2 separate regions of the Pan troglodytes genome follow, and region 1 is linked to region 2. Evidence: chromatin contacts called from public Hi-C data. All regions are on one chromosome and are shown on one strand. Each heading gives the region's core, a stretch centred on a gene start, on an enhancer-like site or on the middle of the called end of the contact. The rest is flanking DNA. Distances are from core to core; before and after follow the strand shown.

Region 1 (6,253 bases), core at 1,811-4,310, 78 kb after region 2:
TGCTTTCAGGTTATTTTCCTGCTGTGAGTTCTGATTTTTGTTTTGTTTTGTTTTGTTGAGACAGAGTGTTGCTCTGTGCCCTAGGCTGGAGTGCAGTGGCGCAATCTCAGCTCACTGCAACCTTCGCCTCCCAGGCTCCAGCAATTCTCATTCCTCAGCCTACCAAGTAGCTGGAATTAGAGGCACACGCATCTGCACCTGGCTAATTTTGTATTTTTTGTAGAGATGGGGTCTCACCATGTTGGCCAGGCTGGTCTCAAACTCCTGGCCTCAAGGGATCTGCCTGCCTCAGCCTCCCAGAGTGCTGGGATTACAGATGTAAGCCAATGAGTAAGCCACTGATTTTCTAGCTACATCCTGCTATTGAAGGCCAAATGGAACCCATAGAGGGCTCAGAATGTCTTACTCTTCCTGAGATTCGGAGCCAGGGTGGAGACTGACCTAAGGCGGGGGCACTTTCCTCAACCCAGCACCACTTCTGCAGGACACGGACCCTAGCCATTTAGCCAGACCCACGTGGGCTGGAATCCGGCGTCGGCTCTGGCTCCGGTGCCTCCCGACTGGGTTTCTCACCCCGAGGACAGGTAGCAGAGCTTAGTGATTTGGAGCTCAGGATCTGACATCAACCTGCCTGGGTCCAAATCCCAGCTCCCCATTTTCCAGCTGGATGACCCTGGGCAAGTGATTTCACTCTTTAGTGCCTCTGTTTCCTCATCTGTAATCGAGGATAAAAATAGGCCATGCCTGGAGGGCCATTAGGAGAACTAATGAGTTAATTCAGGTAGAACTTAAAATAGAACTTGGGGCCAGGAGAGGTGGCTTATGCCTATAATCCCAGCACTTTGGGAGGCCGAGGTGGCGGATCACCTGAGGTCGGGAGTTCGAGACCAGCCTGACCAACGTGGAGAAATCCTGTCTCTACTAAAAATACAAAATTAGCGGGACATGGTGGCGGGTGCCTGTAATCCCAGCTACTCAGGAGACTGAGGCAGGAGAATCACTTGAATCCGGGAGGTGGAGGTTGCGGTGAGCTGAGATCGCACCATTGCACTCCAGCCTGGCCAACGAGCAAAACTACATCGCAAAAAAAAAAAAAAAAAAAATGGAACTTGGACCAGAGGAGGTGCTCAGTGAATCTAAAATCCATAGCCCATAGCACAGCCTGCCAGGCCCTGCAAAATCTGCCCACCACCTCATCTCCCCCTCCTCCCATCTCTTTCCCCTCTCTCCTTGTCTCCCTCCCTCTCTCCTCCTTTCCCTTCTCTCCTTTTCCTTTCTCCCTCTCCCTCTCCCCCTTCCCCCAACCACACGGGCCTCCCAGTTTTTCTTTGCACTGCCAGGTGCATCTCACCTCAGGGCTTCCCTATTTCTTCTTTTTTTCTTTTTCTTTTTTTTTTTTTTTTGAGATAGAGTGTTGCTCTGTCATCCAGGCTGGAGTGCAGTGGCCCGACTTCAGCTCACTGCAACGTCTGCCTCCCAAGTTCAAGTGATTCTCCTGCCTCAGCTTCCTGAGTAGCTGGGATTACAGGTGTGTGCCGCCATGGCTGGCTAATTTTTGTATTTTTAGTAGAGACGGGTTTCACCATTTTAGCCAGGCTGGTCTGGAACTCCTGACCTCAGATGATCTGCTCAACTCCACCTCCCAAAATGCTGGGATTACAGGTCCCTCTATTTCTTCTGCTTGGGGTGAGAGCCCCCTCCCCCATGTTCAGGTCCTGGCCATATGCTGCCTCCTTTAGAGGCTCCCCTGATCACCCTCTCTAAGATATCATGACCCCTGCATCCCTGCCCCTCCCATTGCTTTGTCCGCCCCTGTCCCAGCTTTAGTTTTCTTCCTGGCCCTTCAGATCCCACCTGACATTATTTATATATTTATTTGTGTATCATTCTCCAGCCCCTGCTTTCATGGAAGCTCCAGGCTGTATCCCCAGCACCTAGAACTGTGCCCAGCACAGTGGGCCCCCAATAAACATGTATTGAATAAAATATTTGGCCGGGTGTGGTGGCTCATGCCTGTAACCCTAACATGTTGGGAGGCTGAGGCAGGTGGATCTCTTGAGCCCAGGAGTTCAAGACCAGCCTGGGCAATATGGCAAAACCCCATCTCTACAAAAAATACAAAAATGTGCCGGGCTTGGTGGTACACGCCTGTAGTTCCAGCTACTCAGGAAGCTGAGGTGGGAGGATCACTTGAGCCTGGGGTGTTGAGGCTGCAGTGAGCCATGACTGCACCATTGCACTTCCGCCTGGGTGACAGAGCAAGACCCTGGCTCAAAAGAAAAAAAAAAAAGTATCTGTGGAATGACTAAGCGTTGGCTGAGTTGTTATTTTTTTTTCCCCAGTCCCTCTCGCCTTGTATGCACTCCATCCAGGAGCCCTTATTGAGGTACTGGGTTCCTTCTCTGTCACCCAGGCTGGAGTGCAGTGGCACAGTCGCGGCTCACTGCAAACTTCACCTCCCAGGTTCAAGCGATTCTCCTGCCTCGGCCTCCCAAGTAACTGGGATTACAGGTGCAGGCCACCATACCCAGCTAATTTTTGTGTTTTCAGTAGAGACAAGGTTTCACCATGTTGGCCAAGCTGGTCTCAAACTCCTGACCTCAAGTGATCCACCCACCTCGGCCTCCCAAGTGCTGGGATTACAGGCGTGAGCCACCGCGCCTGGCTCTCCCTGCATCTTAATGCTTTTCTGGTTGGACTGGGTCCTCCCCACTTCTCATTCAGGGCTGGTACCCGGGGGCCAGAATGGGAGGAGGGAGACCAGAGGGTCTTGTACTCAGAGAGGCCTGGTACTCTCCATGCACCTCATATATCAACCTTCTAAAAAGGTTTTCTGAGCCCCATTTCACAGATAGGAAAACTGAGAGGCGTTCAAGGGGCTGAGAAGCAGCAGAGCTGGGGTTTGAATCCAAGTCCGCCTGACAGGAAGTCATTATTCGCCCCAAGTAAACACCCAGTGCCTCTTAGCCAAGGAGGGCAGAAGTATGTCTGGGTGGGGGTGGCAGGGAGGTGTGGAGGTGGGAAGGGGCCTTCAAAGAGGGAATGTCTGAGCCAGGCTTTGGTCTGCTCCCTGGTGGTCTCACCTTACATCCCGGGCCCCTCCCACAACCGCCCTTCTCCAGCCCCCGCATTTAGGGAGGCGGTGGTCTCTGCTTTATTATTATTTTTGCAAACTTTTATTTTAGGTTTAGGTGTACATATGCAGATTTGTTATATGGGTAAACTCATGTCACAGGGGTTTGTTGTACAGAGGCTTTCTTGACTCATCTAAAGGCCTTGAACCAAGGGTTGGCACCGCCTTAGGAATTCTGAGCCAGCCCCAGGGGACGAGGGTGCATTGCCGGCGGCCCTGTCATCGGCTCCCCAGGGCAAGCAGGGGCCACAGACAGCCAGCTGCCCCATGTGTGTGCTTGCCTAGGGTCCTCGTGAGTTCCCACGTCCTCTCAGGGAATCCCGACTGTCCCAAGGAAACCCAGGCTCAGAGGAGGAAGTGGCTAATCAGCCTCACAGAGGGAGGATGTGACAGGCACCACGCTTTGGGGCTGGGTTAGAAATTTGAGTCCTCCGCTGTGGTGCGGCTGGGGAAGTTAAATAACTTGGCACTCCCTCCCCCAACACACAGCTGATTCCAGGGCCCAGACTCTCAACCACAATGCCCTGTGGCCTCCTCCTAGTGCCGCACAAATGTGAGGTGGAATTATTAAACAACCTCAAACCTTTCCAGGAAAGAAGGCAAGCTATAAATAAATGCCTGGAGTTGGGGGATTTCCAGGGCTGAGTGGACGGAGATGATGGTCTAGGGTCCTCAAAGTTCCTGGAAATCATCAATCAGTTTCATGATGAACTGTGGGGCTGGACTTGAGATGTGTTGGCTGCTGGGTCCCACGGCTCTGCCTCGTGTTCCAGGAAGCTGTTCCCTGGATTCCCGTAGCAGGCACACAATTGTAGGAGGTCAAGGCAGGGATGAGACACAGGCTTGTGTGGATGGAGTGGGATCTTCAGCAGCTGGCAGGAATAGGGCCCTCTGTCCCCTTTCCCAGCCCCCAGAGCTTGGCCTTGGTGAGGCACAAGGGCCTGGCCATCATCCAAGAGAACCCCAGGCTTCCTGAGCTCTGTGTTGGAAGCAGCTGGAGATCTCATCCAGTAAACCCTCCAACAGGGCAGCAATCTCCTGACATCCTTGATCTAAACTCCGCTTGCTTACCTCCTCAAATGGGGAACTCCCTACCTCCAGGCAATCCTGGTCCTAGCTTTTCTTTTTCTTTTCTTTTTCCTTTTTTTTTTTGAGACAGAGTCTTGCTCTGTTGCCCAGGCTGGAGTGCAGTGGCACAACCTCGGCTCACTTCAACCTCCACCTCCTGGGTTCAAGCGATTCTCCTGCCTCAGCCTCCTGAGTAGCTGGGACTATAGGCATACACCACCACGCCTGGCTCATTTTTGTATTTTTAGTAGAGACGGGGTTTCACCATGTTGGCCAGGCTGGTCTTGAACTCCTGACATCAAGTGATCCACCTGCCTCAGCTTCCCAAAGTGCTGGGATTACAGGCGTGAGCCACCACACCCCGCCCTAGCTTTTCTTTTTTGTTTCCATTTGTACAAATGTATGAGGTACATGTGCAATTTTGTTACATGCATAGATTGTGTAGTGGTCAAGTCAGGGATACTTATGGGGTATCCATCAGGCGAACAACATCCATTTTACTCAGTAACTAATCTCTCATCCTAGTTTTATTCTCTGTGGTCACAGGGAGTGATTCTGCCCCAGGGAAGCCCCTGAGGTCATCAGAACTCCCCACATGAGCTCAGCTCTCTGCATTCCACCTGACCCTCCTCCCCAGCCACCCTTCCCCATGCTTCTTGGCTAGTTTTCAGGTTTTGTGGCCAGTCAGGATAAACCTCAAGAAGCTTGGAAGCATTTCACCAACCCGGCAATGACAGCAGTTTATGCAATTCAGCAAACTTTCACCAGAGACTATGCCAAGTGCTGGAGACACAGAGATGAATCAGTCAGTCACTGCCCGTGAGGCTCTCCACTCAGACGGGGATTGGGAGGGTGGGGAGGGACACCCGAGGCATCAGCCAGGAGGGGGCTGGATCAGCAAAGTGAGCCCACCTGGTGGAGGGGATGGTTTGAAAGGATCCTTTAGGGTAGCTAATTTCCCAGTGACAGAGAGGGCATTTAGGATAGGTGGACACAAGAGAAAAAAGCCAGACAGGCCACAGAGCTACTGTTTGGCCCCAAGCAATATATTATATGTCGGGGTTGGCAAACTTATTCTGTAAAGGGCCAGGTGGTATTTTAGGTGCTCCAGGCCATGTAGTCACGGATGCGACTGCTCAACTCGCCACTGTAGCTTAAAAGCAGCCATAGACAATATGTCAATGAATGAGCATGGCTGTGTACCAATAAAACTTTATTTGTTGACACTGAAATTTGAATTTCCTGTCATTTTCTTGTGTCATAAAACAGTACAGTATTATTTTGATTTTTCCCCCCAACCATTTAAAAATGTGAAAACAGGCCCTGTGTGTATGTTCATGCCTGTAACCCCAGAGCTTTGGGAAGCTGAGGCAGGTAGATTGCTTGAGGCCAGGAGTTCAAGACCAGCCTAGATACAAAAATTAGCCGGGTTTGGTGATGTGTGCCTGTAGTCCCAGCTACTTGGAAGGCTGAGGCAGGAGAATCTCTTGAACCTGGGAGGCGGAGATTGCAGTGAGCCGAGATCACACCATTGCACTCTAGCCTGGGTTACAGAGTGAGACTCCATCTCCAAATAATAATAATAATACCAGCCTAGGCAAATAGTGAGACCCCATCTGTACAAAAAATAAAAAAGTTAGCCTCAGGTGTGCTGTGTGCAGGAGGATCCCTTGAGCCCAGGAGTTTGAGGTTACAGTGAGCTATGATTGTGCCACTGTCTTCTAAGGCCTGGGTGACTCTGTCTCTTAAAAAAAAAAAAAAAAAAAGCCAACCTGGGCCACATAATGAGACCCTGTCTCAACAAACAAAAAATTTGTCGGGCAGGTGTGGTGGCATGTACCTGTAGTCCCAGCTACTTAGGAGACTGCTGAGATGGGGGGATTGCTTGAGTCCGGGAGGTCAAGACTGCAGTGAGCCATGATTATACCACTGAACTCCTGCCTGGGCAACAGAGTGAGCCACTCTATCAAGAAAAGGAAAAAAAAAAAAAAAAAAAAAACGGCCAGGTGCTATTCTGAGCACTTTAGGAGGTTGAGGCGGGCAGATCCATTG
Region 2 (6,429 bases), core at 3,115-5,614:
GTCAAATAACATAGTGGATCAAAGCCTTGCGTATAAACTGACAAGCAGCTTCCCCTCCTGGCTCTTTTCTTTTTCTTTTCTCTCTTTCTCTCTCTCTCTTTTTTTATTTTTTATTTTTTTGAGATGGAGTCTCGGCAAGCCCAGGCTGAAGTGCAATGGCTCGATCTCGGCTCACTGCAACCTCCGCCTCCCAGGTTCAAGCAATTCTCCTGCCTCAGCCTCCTGAGTAACTGGGATTACAGGCGTGTGTCACCATGCCTGGCTAATTTTTGTATTTTTAGTAGAGACGGGGTTTCGCCATGTTGGCCAGGCTGGTCTCGAACGCCTGACCTCAGGTGATCCACCTGCCTCAGCCTCCCCAAGTGCTGGGATTACAGGCATGAGCCACTGTGCCCAGCCTTTCTTTCCTTTCTTTTCTTTCTTTCCTTCTCTTTCCTTCCTTCCCTCCTTCTCCTTCCTTCCTTGTTTCCTTCCTCTTCCCCTTCCTCTTCCTCTTCCTCTTCTTCCTCCTCCTCTTCTTCTTCTTTTTTAGACAAGGTCTCGCTCTGTTGCCCAGGCTGAAATGCAGTGGTGGGATTATAGCTCACTGCGACCTCGAATGCCTGGGCTCATGTGACCCTCCTGCCTCAGCCTCCCGAGCAGCTAGGACTACAGGCGTGTGTGCCACCATGCCTGGCTAATTTTTTAACTTTTTGGTAGAGACACGGTCTTGCCATGATGCTCAGACTGGTCTCGAACTCCTGGCCTTAAGTGATTCTCCCACCTTATTGTCCCAAAGCACTGGGAGTATAGGTTTGAGCCACCATGCCTAGCCTTGGCTATTTCTTTTCTCACTAATTTGTGGATTGGTTGAGAGGACAGTCCAGAGCTGATCAGTACAGCTCCCAGCCCAGAGCAGGCTCTTAGCAACAGTGGGAGAGATGATGGCAACATTCGAAAAAAGTGGCTGAGCCTATCTGACCTGGAGTCAGCACTGAGAGAATTTGGAGAAGAGAGAAGTCCTGGAAGACTGCCTGGAGGAGGAGACACTGGCATGGAGCTAGACGGCTGAGTAGGAGTTGACTGTGTAGCGAGCAGAAAAGTATATTCTTGGAGGGAGAGACAGCATGAGAAAAGCCCCAGAGGTGGAAATGAACAAAGCATGTATTGGAGACAGTGGGTAGGATGGTGAGGCTGGAGCAGAGGATACAGTGAGGACTAGGGAGCAGGCTATGTGAGGGGTGAGATCAGGGAGAATAGACAGGGAGATAGATCCAAGTTGGGGTGAGGCCCAGGCAGCTTCTCCAGAGGGGAAGAAGAGAAGTGGTAAGGGCAGAACTCTGGTGGGAGATCTGGGCTTGAGGCTTAGATTTGTCACTGTGTGGCTGTGCAACCTTGAATAAGTCACGGTGCCTCTCTGATCCTCCCTCTGCAAAAAATGAAAGAAGGGGATGGCTCCATATGGCAGGCTTACAGGTGTGGGGCTGGACTGGATGCCATTAACTACATTGGGAGCATTCAGAAACAGATTCCAGGGCCCCACTCCCAGCATCCCTGAATCCAGATTTTGATGGGTAGGGCCAAGGAATCTATATTCTTAAAAGAGCTTTCTAGTGGCTTTCTTGGGGAGCCACTGGCTAAGATAGTTCTGGACTCAGCTTGATAACTTTTCAATCTCTGAATGTGCCAAACATGGTCCCACCTCAGGGCTTTTGCATCTCCGGTTCCTGCTGCCTCATTCCCACAAACCCCAGATCTTCAGATGGGCAGCTCCTTCCTGTCATTCAGGCCTCAGCTCAAATATCACACCCTCAGAGACCTTCCCTGGACCCCTTATCTCAAGTGCCTTTGCCCCGATCTCTCCATGATATCCCATTGCCCTGTTTTATTTTATTCCACATAGCGCTTCCTGAAACTATCTAATCTGCGTATTCAGATGTTCATTAATTTGTTTCCCCAGACTTTAATGAGGACAGGCACCTTGTGAGTCCAGTTCACAGCCATATGCCCAGTGCATAGAATAGCACTCAATAAATGTGTGATGAACGAGGTGCATGAAGGGAGCTGGGCTCAAAGCCCCTGTTCTTTTTTTTTTTTTTTTTTTTTTTTAAATAGAAAAGAAGCTGTGGTTCCAGCACTTTGGAAGGCCAAGAGAGGAAGATCACTTGAGCCCAGGAGTTTGAGACCAGCCCTGGCAACACAGTGAGACCCTGTCTCTACAAAAAAAAAAAAAAAAAAGCCAGGTGTGGTGGCTCACGCCTGTAATTGCAGCACTTTGGGAGGCTGAGGTGGGTGGATCACCTGAGATCAGGAGTTCGAGACCAGCCTGGCCAGCAATGGTGAAATCCCATCTGGAAGCCGACACACGAGAATTGCTTGAGCCCGGGAGGCAGAGGTTGCAGTGAGCTGAGATTGCACGACTGCACTCCAGCCTGGGCGACAGAGTGAGACTCAGTCTCAATAATAATAATAATAATAATTAGCCAGGCATGGTGGTGTGTGCCTGTAGTCCCAGCTACTTGGGAGGATGAGGTGAGAGGATTGCTTGAGCCAGGGAGGTTGAGGCTACAGTGAGCTATGATCGTGTCACTCTACTCCAGTCTGGGCAACAGAGGAAGACCCTGTCAAAAAAAAAGAAAGTGAGAAAGAAAGAAAGAGAGAGAGAGAGAAAGAAAGAAAGAAAGAAGGAAAGAAAGAAAGAAAGAGAGAGAGAGAAAGAAAGAAAGGAAAGAAAGAGAGACAGAAAGAAAGAAAGAGAAAGAAAGGGAAAGAAATGGACAGAAAGAAAGAAAGAGGAAGGAAGAAGGCAGGCAGGCAGGCAGGCAGGCAGGCTGGCTGTGGGACCAGGAACAAGTGACCCACCTCTTGAGGCCTGGTGTGACACATGGATGGCAGGCTGGAAAGTTTATTTTGAGTGGCAGCTGAGGATGGTCAGCAGGCCAGGGTGCAAATCCTGACCGTGAAGGAACTGGCACAGAGTTTGCACTCGGTGAATGAATGGATGGATGAGTAAATGCCTTCACTTTGCTATGTGCCTTTGAACAAGGCTCCTCTGGCTCACAGCCCCAGCCTCCCCTCCTACAAAATGGGGTTGGCCTGGGTGGGTGTTCAAGGCCATTGGGTATTGACACTCAGAGCCTCTGTGTCCAATCTGGAACATAAATGGGAGCCATAGCTGGTGTTAGAGGAGAGGCAAGCACTGCCAGAGCCACGGTTCTCACATTTACTGGCCTTTCCTGAGGATCCCACCTAGCCCATAGCTGGCATCCTAAGGCCAGGTAGGTGGGAATTAAATGGAGCTTCTGCCATCCTCATTCCTCAAATCCCCTTGGGAGTGAGAACAATCCCAGCTCTGCCCCCATCTTGGGAAGAGCATTTTGTCTGGAAATTCTACCAGGAAAACAAGGAAGGGTTGGGCCCCTATAATTTCTGCACCTGCTCAAACAGGAAGTAGCAGAAAGTTTGGGGCCAAGAAAAACAAGTTCAAGGTCATCCTGGAAATCAGCATCCCCCATAGCCAGGGAGTCACCCCATCCCAGGAGGAGCTCTCTTGGCGATTAATGATTAACAGACAGATGGGGTATAAAGAGGGGATGGCCCAGGACCCACCCTTTAGCCTGTCACCAAAGGCTTAAGAGGAAGAAAAATTCACCTAGTCTTGTCTAGCATACCTTTGGTGACAGGGAGCTCACTACCAAACCAGCCCCCCATTGCCCTGAGAAAGTATGAAAGTGAAGCTGCCTTCCCACAACTGGGAACTGCAGAAGGCCTCAAGAGATCTAGTGGTCAGCCCACTCTCAAGTCAGAGGTCCAGAGGCTCAGGACTGGCCCCACCCCACACCATAGGCCTGCCCACAGGTTCCCAGCAGCAGAGGAAGCTGTAACAGGCAAAGTAAGGAAGGGCCAATTGGAGAGTTGGGGCTGGAGTTTAGCCTGCAGCCCAGCCCCTAGTCCCTCCTGACTCTGATGCTGAACTTGGGGAGGGGCTGACCTCTGATTGATCCTCATTTAAAAGCCCAGAGGACATGGTGTGGGGGGAGGTGGGGAGGCCTGAAGTCACCCCAATCCCACTGACAGTCCTAGGGAGGCAGCCTGGGCAACAGATGCCCTCTCCTCTTCCCCTGCAGCCTCTGTCCCGGGAAGCTGTAAGGAAGTTTCACAATGTTCTGGGCCTGCTTTCTCTGATGTCACATTTCTTGTGTCCTCCTGGTGCTCCCTCTCTCATTGTTGCCCCCCTGACACAGGCTCCCATGCACACACAGGCCCATCTTCCCACCCAGGCCCACACCTACCTCTCCGGAACAGTGGGCTCTTTCTAGATCCGCACTGCCCAGCCCAGGCCCACACAGCAGCGGGGAGCCCTCAGCAGGTGCTGATCTGCGCTGCCCCCTGCTGGGCTATGGAGCCCTAGGATAAAGTCCCCCTTGCCCCAGGCATCACCCAGGACTCCCAGGGCTCCTGGGGCGATGCACAGGAAGGACCCCTGAGTGGCATGGCATAGGATTCCAGTCTCCTAAGCAACTTGGGCCAGCCTACCCCATGCCCTCTGGGCCCCTGTTCCCCTGATGCAAGGAAGGGGATGCCCAGAACTTCAGATCTTGGACTTTGAGACATTCCAGTCCCCTGGGATGTGGGTTAAAGTGCAGACACTTGGGCCCACCGGGCAGAGTCTAAGTTAGCCAGTCTGGGGAACAGCCCAGGAGTCTGCATTTTTCATCAGCGGGCAGTGGTCCCACAGGTGATTCCAAAGCAGGTCATCCGTGGGCCGCACTGAGCCTCACTCGCCCACCTGTTGCTCTCTCTCAGGCTTTGAGACCACAGCCCCCAATAAAGACCTGAATCTGCTTTGTCCAAACTGCAGCCTGTTCCTTTCTTTCAGCACCCCATGTGCTGCAGGCAGGGAGGGGTTATAAACCTCATGGTACAGATGGGCAAACTGAGGCCCAAAATGGAGAACACCCAGTTTGAACAGTCCCTGATCCACAGTGAGGCCCCCAGCTTCCACCTCCCTCCGCAGGCTCCCCATGTGGTCTGGATTCTGGGGCCCAGCAGGTCATCTAGGGCTAGGCAGCAGCCGTGACTGGCATTCTTTGTTCTGGTCCCTATGCCCTCTGACCTCAGCAGGTCCTGGGCTGATTAAAATATCCCCTTACAGCTCTGATAGGCATGGTATCCCCTTACAGGGCAGAGAGGGACACGGTCCCATCTAAGGCAATACAGCCAGCTTGCCGCTGTGCTCTGACCACCCTCGGGAGCTGCACACTGCTAGCACAGGGAGATTAGAGGACTTTGGCCTAGAGGGTTTGCAGAGACCTGCTAGAAGAAAGCAAAGCTCAGAGAGGGCAGAGTTGCCCAAGGCCACTCAGTGCATACTTAATCCCAATTTAGTGCTTCCCCTTTGTCAGGCAGTGTCAATTCAGCAAGTCCTTCTAATGACCAAAAGCAGTGAATCCTGTTACTCTCCCATTTTACAGGCACAAGAGTTGATTAGTGGCAGAGACAGGATTCAATCCCACACAGCCTTGACTCTAGTCCTAGCCTAGGATAGTGGTCAGTGGATATGGCCCCAGCCCTACTCCTATCTTCCCTCTTACCACACCCTACTCCTATCCCTTCCCCAACCACCCTGGCCCCCAGCCCTTCACTGCTTCTTTCCTTTGTGTCTTTGCTCCCATGATTCCCACCTCCTAGGATACAGGACATGGGGCTGGCTTTGTAGACTTGGAGCCTGCTCTGTGAAATGGGCTCTTCTGAGCTCCAAATTCCAGCTTGAGGCTGTCCACCTCATCACCTTCATTGACATCTCCCAGAACCAGGGCATCGCCATCTCTACCTTTGGGGACCTCCATCCCCCCGAACTGTCCCCCCAAATCCTCCGCTGCCTCCTCAGTGTGGTTCTCCATAAAACAGCCAGAGTGAAATCTGAAACACAGCCCCTGCCCTAGCTGCGCTGGCCCTGCTGGCCTTTGGCCACTCTTTCTGGCTCACCTTCCCTGCCACAGCTCTCTTGAGCCACCTGGCTGACTCGCATTCACTCTTCCTTTCCAGAAAAACCACCACTCCCCTCTCTCAATTCACCGCCTCCTCCACAGCCCTCCTGCAACACTCTCTCTGAGCTCCCTGCGCCTTTCCTCCAGGGAGCCCACTGCTTTGTGCAGTGCCATACAGGCATCTCTCGGTATCCCAGGGGTATTGGATCCAGGATACCAAAATCCAATCAGATACCAAAATCCAAGCACGCTCAAGTCCCTGACATTAAAATATAGCATATGCATACCCTCCTGTATACTTTAAATCATCTCTAGAATACTTATAGCTAATACAATGTAAATGCTATGGAGATAGTTGTATTGTTTAGGTAATGATGACAAGAAAAAGTCTGTACATGTTCAGTACAGATGCAATTTTCTTCTACCTTCAATCCTCGGTTGGTTGAATCCACAGATGCAG

The links. A called contact is a pair of places that touch in the nucleus more often than the background predicts.
Region 1: a contact with region 2 is called in a Hi-C map of induced pluripotent stem cells, with 1.7 times the contacts expected there. The contact joins two enhancer-like sites. A contact is called at or near these places in 2 of 7 Hi-C or Micro-C datasets (induced pluripotent stem cells and stem cell-derived neural progenitor cells).

The regions. Positions count from the first base shown.
Region 1 is chr11:16,881,026-16,887,278 of NHGRI_mPanTro3-v2.0_pri, forward strand. No RefSeq gene overlaps it. Among named protein-coding and RNA genes, the nearest start is that of DAB2IP, 8.6 kb to the left of the region's middle. Within about 2 kb of position 3,061, at least 4 of the 24 cell types and tissues checked have an H3K27ac peak or open chromatin away from gene starts, as enhancers often do. A contact at or near this core is called in induced pluripotent stem cells, where this site is marked.
Region 2 is chr11:16,801,442-16,807,870 of NHGRI_mPanTro3-v2.0_pri, forward strand. All of the region lies in intron 1 of DAB2IP (DAB2 interacting protein), which reads right to left. Among named protein-coding and RNA genes, the nearest start is that of DAB2IP, 71 kb to the right of the region's middle. Within about 2 kb of position 4,365, at least 7 of the 24 cell types and tissues checked have an H3K27ac peak or open chromatin away from gene starts, as enhancers often do. A contact at or near this core is called in induced pluripotent stem cells, where this site is marked.